Linked DNA regions of Mus musculus: regions 1 and 3 are each linked to region 2. A link is a contact called in public promoter capture Hi-C data. All regions are on one chromosome and are shown on one strand. Each heading gives the region's core, a stretch centred on a gene start, on an enhancer-like site or on the middle of the called end of the contact. The rest is flanking DNA. Distances are from core to core; before and after follow the strand shown.

Region 1 (3,983 bases), core at 461-2,960, 210 kb before region 2:
TTCGTCTACCATCTTGCCATAGATTTGCTAGAAGTACAGATGTTCATAACCACATCTGGTTTTATGAGGGTACCGGGGACCATAATTCTGGTCTTCAGGCCTATGTAGTAAGTGCTTTATCCTTTGAGCCACCTCCTCAGTCTTGTCCTACCCAGAGCCCTTGGCTCTTGGCCTTCCTTGGCTACTCTGCAGCTCAGCACAGCCACTAGAGGGTGAGAGGGAATGGGACCTAGTGATTAGCCAGAGCTATCCCATGACATCCCCTTCCTAGTCTGTAAGAAGTCATAGGACCAACGACTGAACATCCCAAGGGACCTTTAGGAGCCACCTGAGGCTTAAAACCAGCAGCAGTGGGTCATCTTGGTGTGCCGGAAACGCTGTAAGTGCCATCTGCTGAGCCAGGAAGTACATTTAGATCTTGTGGGATATAACGAACCACCCTAAATTAACACAATATACATATTTATTCCCTTCCATCTGCAGGTCAGACGTCTAAAATGGGTCTAAATTGTCTAGAATAAAGGTGTTGGCAGGGTTGAGTTCACTGTGGAGTTTGTGAGGGAGAATCTGTCGCTATCTTCCCTCTTCTAGAGGTTGCTTATCTTCCTTGGTTTTATGGCCTCTCCCTCCATCTTCAAAGCCAGCACAGTAGCAAGATGTGTACGTTCATGGCATATAGCACATCGCTTAATGAAGCAGCTACTGTAAACCTTAGTGCCGAGCAGATCATCCTAGCCATATGGCCAAGAGCACAGACTCCTAGAGAGAGGAGTGCCTTGTCGAGGTCATGCAGACCTAGCAGCTCATGAGCCATCAATGCCTTTCTCTTTGACACTCAAACAGATAGTACCCTAATTCTCAATGCACAAGATATTCTTGACCCTTGGGGTGACAATTCTCTCAACCCTGTTGGCTGGTGTTTAGAGGTTACGATACAAGAAAGAGTCCAAGCTTGGATCCTGTTAGGCTCAGCCTCTAATCATCATTTTAATTTGTACTAGTTAGCGACTGCTGTGTTATAAGACATGTCAACCAATAGACTATACATCGAAATATAAGGAGATTTATTGTAGACTTAGCTTGTGTGACGAAGTGCCACCATATTGCCACCAGCAAGCAGGAAAATTGAGGGAACATTTCAGTCCCAGTCTGAAGGTTTGCGAGACAGGGGATCACTAGGATATAACTTTGAGTCTGAAGAGGCCAAAACAAACACCATGGTGTCTGAAGGCAGAAGGCACCAGGCTCAGGAAGCGCAAGCAGAGATGAGAGTGTAGAGCCCTTACCTAGCACACATGAAGCCCTGGGGTTTGCTCTTTAAACCCTCAAATAAAAACAAAGCAAACAAACAAAACACAAAAGATTGAATGTGCCTTTCAACATAATCCCTCACCATATTGAATGGAACAATGCCTTCTCGCACTAGGGGAGACAGTCATCTTTACTCCATCCACTGATGCAGATACTATCTGAGAACAGCCTCAGAGATGACCAGAAACAGCATTTTACCAGATCTCTGGGCATCTCTTTGCCCAGTCAAGTTGACACAGAAAACTAATGATTGTGCTACTTCCAAATCTAGCAGTTCACTTAGTGACAGCTTCAAGTTTTTCATTACCCTGCAGGTGGCTGAAAGGTTCTGTTGACAGACACTGAGCATCTGATCTTAGTTGGATCCATTTACATGTCTGTGTGCCTGTGGCTACCTAATGAGTCAGCTGCAAGTGGCCGGCCTACCTGAACTGGGACAAAATGCTTTCTTTGTTCAATGCTGCCTCTTACTGTCCAGCAGGCAAGCCTGGGCTAGTTTCCACAGGGAACAGATGCCCTATAGCAATGGTTCTCAACCTGTGGGTCACAACAACCTGTTTAAGGTTCCAATGACCCTTTCACAGGGGTCACATATCAGATATCCTGTATATCTGATATTTACATTATGATTCATAACAGTAGCAAAATTACAGTTATGAAATAGCAACTAAAATAATTTTATGGCCAGGCAATATTGGTGCATGCCTTTAATCTTAGTACTTTGGAGGCAGAGGCAGGCATATTTATATGAGGCCAACCTGATCCACAGAGTGAGTTCCAGGACAGCCAGGGCTACATAGAGAAACCCTGTCTCAAAAAATTATCTAATATAATATAATGTGCAACATAATTGTTATTATTACTGTTAATTTTATATTATTATTATTAATTTTATTAGTATTAATTTAATTTATTAGAGGGCTGCAGCATTAGGAAGATGGAGAACCACTGGGCTAAAGTGTCTCCCACACTCCAGCCATCCTGTTCATGATTCCCATTGTGGAGAAGCAGTCTCAAGTCTCTTAAATAGTTGGATCAGCCTCCTGAGGGTTGGTAGAAGCACATGTGCCCAGAACAAGTGCATGTCACTTTTGCGGGATCCTGTTGGCCACAGTGAGTCAAGACTGAATTCAAGTGGCATAAAAGTGTCTCTTTTTCTTTTTCTTTTTCTTTTTCTTTTTCTTTTTCTTTTTTTCTTTTCCTCTTCCTCTGCCTCTTCTTCTTCTTCGTTTGTTTTGTTTGTTTGTCTGTTTGTTTGTTTGTTTTTCGAGACAGGGTTTCTCTGTGCAGTCCTGACTGTCCTGTAACTCACTTTGTAGACCAGGCTGGCTTCGAACTCTGAAATCCACCTGCCTCTGCCTCCCAAGTGCTGGGATTACAGGCGTGCGCCACTACAGCCTGGCCAGTGTCTCTGCTTCTTTATGGGGATTTTCCAAGGTCCCTTTGCAAAGTAGGTGGACGATGGAAGGACCAGAAGTGGTTAGCTCTGTGGTTAACGAACCACACATGTTTCTTAATTCCTATGCTCCTCAGTTTCCTCCTTATTCCTAATAACACCTCCTCAAGAAATTAGGATTAAAGGATTTAAAATATGCATAGCGATAGCACCTGCCCAGTGCTTCGTAATGATAGCAGTTGTATTTTCTGCCATCACTGCTGTTATATATGACTATTACTACTATTACAATGATAATTTTATGTCACTATTCTTACTATTATTGCATGTATCTGTTTTCCAATTGCTATAACTAAATACCCAACTCTGAAGAATTTACAAAGAGAAGAGCTTTATTCAGCTCATCATTTTGGAGGTTGAAAGTCCAGGCATGTCTATTGGCCCAGCATCTGTCGAGGGTCCCCTTGACTGTCACATCAGGGTGAGCATCGTCATGGTGGGTGGGTGTGAGAGACAGTGAGATCACACTTCAAGACATAAAGCCGGAGAGGAATTCAAGTGTCAGGGGTTGTGATGGCTATACTCAACTGTCAGCTTGACTCTATCTGGAATGAACTACAATCCAGAAATGGAGGGCACACCTGTGGTCCAGATCTTGAGGCTGTAAGAAACAGACTTCTGATCTGGATCTTGAAGCACACTGGCTATAAAAAACTTAGGCCCAGGCAAGGTGATACATGCCTTTAATCCCAGGAGAGAGAGGCAAGTAGAGCTTTGAGTTCAAGGTCAGCCTAGGACAGTGCAAGTTCCAAGAACAGTTTAGGTCCAGGTGTGGTGGTATACACCTTTAATCTGGGCCACACCTTCTACTGGAGGCCTACATAAGAACAATAGAAGAAGGAAGACTTCCTTCTTCTTTGCCTGCTTGTACTTACTTGCCAGCACATCTGCTGGAAACTATTTCTTCTTCAGGATTCCAGCTTATACAGAAGACCAGCTGAAACACTCAGCCTCGTGGGACTGAGCGACTACTAGATTCTTGAACTTCCCATCCACAGCTGCCCATCGGTGGGTTAGTTGGACTGGAGACTGTAAGCTATCCCAATAATTTCCCTTACTATATCAAGAGACATTCCATAAGGTCTGCCTTTAGAGAACCCTGGCTAATACATTCTTTAGAATAGTTCATTCACTCAGTAAGACCAACATCAAGTGACTCCCAGGGCAGCTCTCCCATCGTCCCCCTCTGAGCCCCACTGAAGACTGAGCTTCAAGC
Region 2 (4,063 bases), core at 418-2,917:
TTGATGACGTAAGTCCCAGCAACCATATGGTGGAAGGAGAGAAGGGACTTCTACAGTGTGTCCTTTGACTTCCACACAGGTGCCCACACACATGAACTCATATGGATGCCGCATATTTGTAGTTGTACAGGTAAATATACAAATGTAAAACCTCTTTTGGATTAAAGATTTTTAAATAAGTGTTTTTTTTTCAAAGATTCATTTTTTTAAAAATGCCTTGGTACCTCAAGCCTTTTCACCACTAAATAATATTCCATTACAGGACTGAACCACCGTGTGTGCATGAATTAATCGGCTGAATGACACTCGGCTTTTCCAGTTTTGCTGGCTGTAAATAATGCTGCCCTGGGTGTTTGTGGGAAGATTTTATTGTGGGGAACAGCCAAGAACTGTTGGCAAGGCCACAGTGAGCTCTGTGAGTCCTCCAAAGGGCATCTATGGTCAGTCTCTGGGTTCCTGTTGCCTGGATCCTCTCCAGCACAGGAAATTGCCCTTGTATTTATTTGATTGTTTAACCCGTCCATTCTGCTAAGTATGCATATTCCTACAGTCATGGCTGTGTTCTGACTTCAGTCCTCTAGTGACAGAGGATGGCTCCAATTCACATCTTTCCGTATGCTTTGTTGGGATTGCCTTCATAGAGGAGACATCTGTGTTAAATCACGAGTCCAGTGAGGTAGCTCAGCAGGTGAAGGCGTCAACCGCCAAACCCAATGACCAGAGTTCAATCCCTGGGTGGGACCCACAGTGGAAGGAGAGGACAATCTCCAGCAAGTTGTCCTCTGGAGAAATAAAAAAGAATTCATGAAAAATGTAAATGTGAAAAAACGTAAAGACTTGTTATTTTAGATACTAGCCTTTTATTAGATAAATATTTTTTTAAAAAAATATTTTCCCCGCAGCAGTCCCTCTTACAGAGCAGAAGTTATTAATTTTAATAAAATCCAACTTATCAGTTTTTTATTTCACGGATCATGTTTTTTGGGTGTTATATCTAAAAACTCATCACCAAGCCAAGGTCACAGATTCCCCTCTCATAAGTTTGGTTTTGATAGATAAATGCCTGTGTGTTATGGTTTAGTTGTCCCACCCCTCCCCCACCCCCACCCCCAAAAAAGATAAGTCCTACTTCCTATGAATGTGAATTTACCTTTAAACAGGGTCCTTCTGGGCAGGGCTGATCAAGTTAAGATCAGCTCACAGGTGTAGGTCCTCAGCCAATGTGGTGTCCCTGGAAAGAGGACCGGGCATGCGAACATGGGGTATCGATCAGAGAGCATGGGGCAGCATCCGCAAGCCAAGGCCACCAAGAACTGAAGCCTTAGCCGGCGGCGCATCCTCCCTGACTCCTACCCTGAGGGGATGCTCCAGAAGAGTCATCCCTCTGTAGCCAGGTTCCTGTCCAACAGCAACCTAAGGAAAGGGTTCGCTTTGGTTCGAAGTTTAAGGGGACCGTGAATCAAGGGGAGCAAGGTGGGAGGCGGAACTACAGATGAGTGGAGCCGCACTGCATCCCCAGGCAGGAAGCAGAGCGTGGGGGATGCTGGTCCTCAGTCGACTTCCTGTCTTTTACTCAGCACGGGACCGCAGTCCGTGGGATTTGTGATGGTGGTGCCCACATTTAAGTGACCTTTCTCTTATCATCAAACCTTTCCTGAAATGCCTTCATACACATGCCCAGAGGTGTTTCCATGGTGATTCCAGGTCCCATCCCACCTACCGGTGTTTGGGACTTCCAGTCGCTAGGAGTAAATGTCTGTTGTGTTGTTGTGTTAAGATTCCTGATGAGAGCACCTTGTGGGGTTTGAACACACAGGACCAGTTGACCTCCATCCTAGCATTAATATTCCTGACTCTGCAGGGAGCTCCTTTGTCCTGTGTGTGGTGGTTAACTTCAGTTATCAATGTGACTGGATTGAAAGATGCCTATTTATTATATTGATAAAGCATACTTCTGGGAGTGTCTGTAACGGTGTTTGCAGAGATCAGCGTGTGAGTCAGGGAACTGTGGAGGAAGTGATCTGCCCTGAACCTGAATGGCAGGCAATAGGCTGAGGGCTTGGATGAAACAACAAAAAGTAGAAGGGTCTGGAGAGATGACTCAGCAAAGATGAGATGACTCAGCAATTAGGAGCACTTACTGCTCTTACAGAGGAGTTAAGAGTTTAGTTCCCAGTACCCAGGTCAGTCAGCTCACAACTGCCTATAACTCCAGTTCTGGGGGATCCAACATCCTCTTCTGGATTCCATGGATACCTGAGTGTTTCTGCTCTCTCTCTCTCTCTCTCTCTCTCTCTCTCTCTCTCTCTCTCTCTCCCTCTCTCTCTCTCTCTCTCTCTCTCTCAGACAGACAGACACGGGCAGGCACATATAATTTTAAATTTTTTAAATAATTCTAATAATAAAAAAGAAAGATGAGCAAAACTAGCTTCCAGGCCCATGATCCCCTTCTAGACATTGCTGTTGCTGTCATCGTGGTGGATAGACTCCAGGTTCATCAGCCTTTGAACAAGATTAGCTTCATGGGTGGTTCACTGGAAAGCTTTCTGGCGGTCAGCTTCACACCGAGTCTACATCCTTGGCCTCTCTCACTCATAACCTCTTTCATTGGCAGCTAGCAGGTCTCCTGGCTCAGCTGGTACTGGACTTTGTGAGACTGCAGCCCAGCTGTGTGTTTGCTATGTTTGAGACAATGTAGCACTGTAGCTCTCATATTCCTTGCCATTGGTTTTCTTTCTCTGAAGAACACTAAGTAACAATAGTCTGTCCCTGGAAGGGTCCACCATTCTGGTTTCTATGGTCATGGCTTAGCCTGTTCTAGAATAGTTTACAAGCATGGTCATGGAGCCCATGCTATATTTTTAACAAGCTCCTTTACCCACATGGCATTTCTATACTTATCCACATTGCCAGACAGGACAGTAGTTTCTTCTACTCCAAACAGTAGTCAGTTTTATTAACATATTACAGTCTGTTTATCCACTCCCCTATCTGTGGACCACTGGGTTGCTTCCAATTTGGGGCTATTATGAATAAAGCCACTCTGAATATTCTCCCACAAATGAGGCATGTGTTTAAATGAAGACACAATTGTGAACATATGGTTAAATGCACAGTAGAATTGCCAGATCATAGAGAATGTATGTGTTTAACTTCACACGAAATCCTCAATTTCTTTTACCAACATTGGCAAAACATTGACAGTCTCACACCCCCACCATCTTTAGCTGTATGCCCATTGCTCCATGTGATCCCACCAGGCTCCAGTGGATAGCGCTCAACCCATGGACACACACATGACCCTGGTTCCTCTCAGTGAGTCACAAAAACAAAATGTGTAAGAGAGATTTGTGGGGAGGAGGTAGGATGCACAGGGATGGTTGGGAGGTGGGCATGAGAGCTGACAGCATGCATTGTGAACATCTGTACAACTGCCTAAGAAATTTAATTAAGAAAGAAACAGCCATACCTGCTCTCTTCTCTTCACTTTCAATCTATGTATGTCCTTAAAAGCGAATTGATTGTCTGGTAGACCACAGTTTGGATATGGAATGTCTCCCAAAGCTGAGTAAGTTAAGCCATTGGAAAATGTCCTTGGAGGAGATAGTAAGGCTCTGGTTCTTTCTTGCTTTTTGCTTCTGAGTCAGTATGAGGTAAAAAGGTTTCAGCTCCAACTCCCCTGTCATGGGGTTATGCTTCACCACAGATGCAAAGGCAATGGAGACAAGTGGTTATGAACTAACCCCTCCCACCAAACCATGAGAAACACAGACCTATCCTCCTAATTACCCATCTTTCATAGCAATGGAAAGCTGACTAACACAGCAACAAATAGTGAGCCTTTGCTTTTTAAAAATCTATTCAGTTTCTATGCACGTTTTGATTGGAGGATTTAACCCATTTATGTTTAAAGTAATATCGGTTAGAAGGAACCCACTGTTATTTTGTTGCTTTCTGATTGTTTCGTAGATATTTGTTCTTTCCTTTCTCTCATCCACCTTTAAATTCTTTTCTGAGCTGGCGTGCTTGGATCTCTTTTCCATCTCTTGTGTACCTTCCTACA
Region 3 (3,857 bases), core at 1,209-3,708, 150 kb after region 2:
GCTGGAAAGAGAAGAACTCTAAGCCACTAGAATAGTGATAGAGAAGTGATAGTTTAAAATCACAAGGCTCAACAAAGTGTCCCCTGGCCCATGTACCCCCCCCCCGGCTCATGCTCACAGAACCCCAATAATCAAGCCATCTCCTTAGGTCCTAGAAAGTACAGAAAGGACCATCTCTCCCCACCTTGTGCCTCTCCAATGCAGGCACCAGGGCTGAGGCAGAAACAGGTGGACAGAGCTCGGCTCCACCTTTCTGTACAGCAGTATTTTTCTGTCAGGTAGGGGAGGCAGCCCTCTTCATCAGGATAGGGACAAAGAAAGGCTACTGAATCTGCCCCTAGTGTGAGTAGTCTGCCAGTGATCCTGGGAAAACCTGTAGGACCACCCAGAGTAACAAATAGCAGAGATGGCCTGATTTATGCTCAGGGTAGATTCTTCATCCTGACAGATTGTCACCTGCCCTGGCTGGACTCTCCATGAGTCGATTGATTATTGATCATTCTGCCAATAAGTCAGCAAGGGATTTACTGAGCCACATCCACTAGGTACTTAGTGGGAGTTGCCCTCTGCCTGCCGGCCAAGAAGCATTGGCTGAGAGGCTCGTCATCAAGATACAGCAGAACAGAAGAAATGGTGTCCCTTACTGTGCACATGGCTGTGCGTTCTAGATGCCATACAGATACAGGTACTAACTCATTGCCCCTCCCCCTTTTTTCTCTGTTTTGTTTGTTTTTTTGGGTTTTTTTTCTGGTTTTTTTTTTGTTTGTTTTGCTTTGTTTGTTGTTTTTTGTTTTGTTTTGTTTGTTTGTTTGTTTGTTTGTGTGTAGCCCTGGCTGTCCTGGAACTCACTTCGTAGACCAGGCTGGCCTCTAACTCAGAAATCCGCCTGCCCTCTGCCTCCCAAGTGCTAGGATTAAAGGCGTGCACCACCACTCCTGGCTCCTCCTCCAGCCTTGAGTTCCCAACATCTGCCTGCCCACCATGGTGTTTCATAGCTCACGCTCATGCAGTTCTCTTGCCCAGAGCGTCCTGCCCATCCTCATTCAGCAGACTGAACTCAGTGCCCCTCCCACCTGTTCTCAACAGCACCAGGCCAGGCTGAGAGGACAAATGAGTCCTGACATTCCCCTGGCTTCACCCATGGCAGACATCATTAATGGATCACAACATGATTCTGAGAACTTTGCTGGGCTTAGCTGGACCTGCCTGCCTTGAGAGCACAAAGTGGGTGATTAAGTCAGATGTGAAATGTGGGAGCACAGCATAACGCCAGGGGTGTGCAGCACCACTCTGCCTTACAAGGTCCCTGGCCTGCCCACATCCTGTCACTTGGTGGAGCTGGTGGTAGGAGGGGGGAGGATGTAAGAGAGGAACAAGAAGGTGAGGGACCGTTTCTAGAAAAGAACACCACCTGACAAAGGAGCAAGAAAGAGTGACCTCTCCCCCTCTGCTTGCAGCCAGGCTGGGCTGTTACCGGGGCTCCTGGAAGGCCAGTGGGCAAAGCCTCTACCAAAGATTCCCTGCTTCCTAAGCCTCAGTGCTGCTTGCCTCCGACAGGTCCTCCCATGCGCACGGGCACTGCGCATGACATCATACTCTTCAGTGCTGCTTGCCTCTGACAGGTCCTCCCATGCGCGCACGGGCACTGCGCATGACATCATACTCTTCAGTGCTGCTTGCCTCTGACAGGTCCTCCCATGCGCGCACGGGCACTGCGCATGACATCATACTCTTCACAGCTCCCTCCTCCAAACACCCAAGGCAGGTGACACAGTTGCACTCACTTTTCATGGGAAATGAAGCCATTTGTCAAATGTCCACATGTCCCGCTCCGCAGCTCAACCAGGGTTAAGCTCTGAAAGGGATTCAGCTACTCAGCCTCTTGACTCTGAGGTTCCCCGTTCCCAAAGTGCATCTTGCCCTTTTGCCTCCATGGCTGCTAGCAGTCCCCTGGAATAAAAACTAGATGGTGTGTGTGTGTGTGTTTGTGGATGTGTGATTGTGTCTCTGTGTGTCTGTGTACAAGTGACTGTGTGTGCGTGTGTGTGTGTCTGTGCATGAAGGACTGTGTGTTTATGTGTGTGCATGTGTGTCTGTCTGTGTGTGTGTGTTTGTGTGTGTGTGTGTGTGTGTGTGTGTGTGTGTGTGTGTGTGTAGGAGGGATGTGTAGGGGTGGGTAGCCGTGCAAGCTGGGGACTGGGCAGAAGTCCTAAAGATTCACAACAGCTTATATAGATGAAAATAAACTACTCTAAAACAAACAAAAAAAAGTACAAAAACTAAATAGTGTGTGCCTGCACGCACCTCACTCCCTCCCCAGACACCAACCTGATTTCTGCCCTCCCATCCCTCTGGCCTCTGCCCTCCAACCCCCAAACACCCTTCAGAAATGCCTAGGAGAAGGGAGGGGCAGGAGGCTCCCTCACCTCAGGGTCTTCTGCAGTGGGAGCCTCCTCTCCTCTTTTTCTGAGGACAGAGCGGTTTTCCTTGTGCTCTATGTAAATGAGCTGTTTGTGAATGTGCATCTGTAATGGAGGAGCTGTCAGGTTGGGCTGGGGGGTTGGCTGCGACGGAGGAGGACAATAGATTCTGTGCTCAGAGGTCAGGCGTGGGGGGAGGGGACTGCTGGCTCCGGAGACTGGGGAGAAGGAGCCAGATGCAGGGGTCGGGGACAACATGCAGGGATGAGGCCCAGGCTCCAGTCTTGCTGAGACCTGGGGCCTCAGGCAGGGAGGTGGTAAAGAGCCGGGAGCCTGTGGTGACAGCTGGGCTGGGGAGGGTGCCATGTGCCAGGGTGAGGAGGAGAAGCCCGGGGCACTGGGGCAGCTGGGGCACACCCTGGGTGCCAGGAAGAAGCTGTAAGGCAGCCTAGGAGCTGCTGCTTTGGAAATCAGGAAAGACTCCTGTAAGGGACCCGTTTACCCCGTGCAGGGCCTCTATGCAGGATGGGACCCACTCTGGTCTCACAAAGCACCAAGCTCAGAGCAGCATACAAGCTATTCAATCAGCGGTAGTGCTGCAATCTAAGAATCCAACGATAAGCCCAAAGAAAACCTTCATTTAGCCTAAGGAGAAACTGGGGTGTGGATGACAATGACAAGGCCCTAGAGTATGATCAGAACCCCATGGTGGCGGTGGCGAGGAACAGCAGGGCTCCTTGAGGGGCCTCTGAAGACCAGCTTCACCCCAAATCCACAGGTTCTAAGGCAACCTCACTGGCCCTGAAGCCTGATGCCCTGGAACTTCTGTGAGGAGCACAAGGGAACCTCAAGAACTCTCTGGTCTCCTCAGTACAGGTTCGGGCCCGGGGCTTGTGTGGCAGCCACAGGTCACTCAGTTCAGATTTGTGAAGTGCAGCCTCTGGCCGCTACTTGGAAGAGACAGGCAAGAAGCAGCGGAACCCAAACACAGGCTGTCAGGACAGCAAGTGAGGCAAAGGGAAAGAGCGTTGTGCAGGTGGAAACAGAAATGAATGGACCTTTTTAAAGGTATCCCTCTTGAGATGAAAGAGATGGATGCTCAGCTGTGTAAAGGAAGAATATTACAAGCAGAGAGAGAAGCAGGTCTGGAGCTCTGGTGAGACGGCCTGAGCATCCTTAGGTCAGGCAGAAGTTTTCCAGTCTTTGCTGGACTGACACAGTTGAGCTTCTGCATGCCAGAAGCTCATGGTCACGCAAGCTTCCCTGGAGTCAGTGGCTTCGTGTTCTTGTCTCAAAGAGTATAATTCTAGAACAGGAGGGTGAATTGATAAAGGGTTTTATTATACAGCTGTAGGTGGGAGCTTGTGTGTTAAGACGCAAGCTCCTGGAAGTAAGGTACCATCAAGGGTCCCCACCTTAGGGTTAGTGAGGCTTTGC

What was found. Promoter capture Hi-C pulls out the DNA fragments that hold promoters and counts their contacts.
Region 1: a contact with region 2 is called in a promoter capture Hi-C map of trophoblast stem cells, with 2.7 times the contacts expected there. The contact joins the enhancer-like site here to the promoter of 1700021L23Rik in region 2. A contact is called at or near these places in 4 of 39 promoter capture datasets (embryonic stem cells, hippocampal neurons, stem cell-derived epiblast-like cells and 1 more) and 1 of 9 other capture datasets (embryonic stem cells).
Region 3: a promoter capture Hi-C map of epiblast stem cells shows a contact between it and region 2, with 4 times the contacts expected there. The contact joins the promoter of 1700057H15Rik here to the promoter of 1700021L23Rik in region 2. A contact is called at or near these places in 15 of 39 promoter capture datasets (the 3T3-L1 cell line, HPC-7-derived erythroid cells, cranial neural crest and 10 more) and 1 of 115 datasets of contacts at active chromatin or transcription factors (embryonic stem cells).

The regions. Positions count from the first base shown.
Region 1 is chr4:124,121,656-124,125,638 of GRCm38.p6, forward strand. No RefSeq gene overlaps it. Among named protein-coding and RNA genes, the nearest start is that of Gm40241, 70 kb to the left of the region's middle. Within about 2 kb of position 1,711, at least 4 of the 459 cell types and tissues checked have an H3K27ac peak or open chromatin away from gene starts, as enhancers often do. A contact at or near this core is called in trophoblast stem cells, where this site is marked.
Region 2 is chr4:124,331,053-124,335,115 of GRCm38.p6, forward strand. 1700021L23Rik (RIKEN cDNA 1700021L23 gene) reads right to left here and starts at 1,668. Exons shown (of 5, transcript NR_166446.1): 1 at 1,151-1,668.
Region 3 is chr4:124,483,501-124,487,357 of GRCm38.p6, forward strand. 1700057H15Rik (RIKEN cDNA 1700057H15 gene) reads right to left here and starts at 2,459. Exons shown (of 4, transcript NR_040774.1): 1 at 2,427-2,459.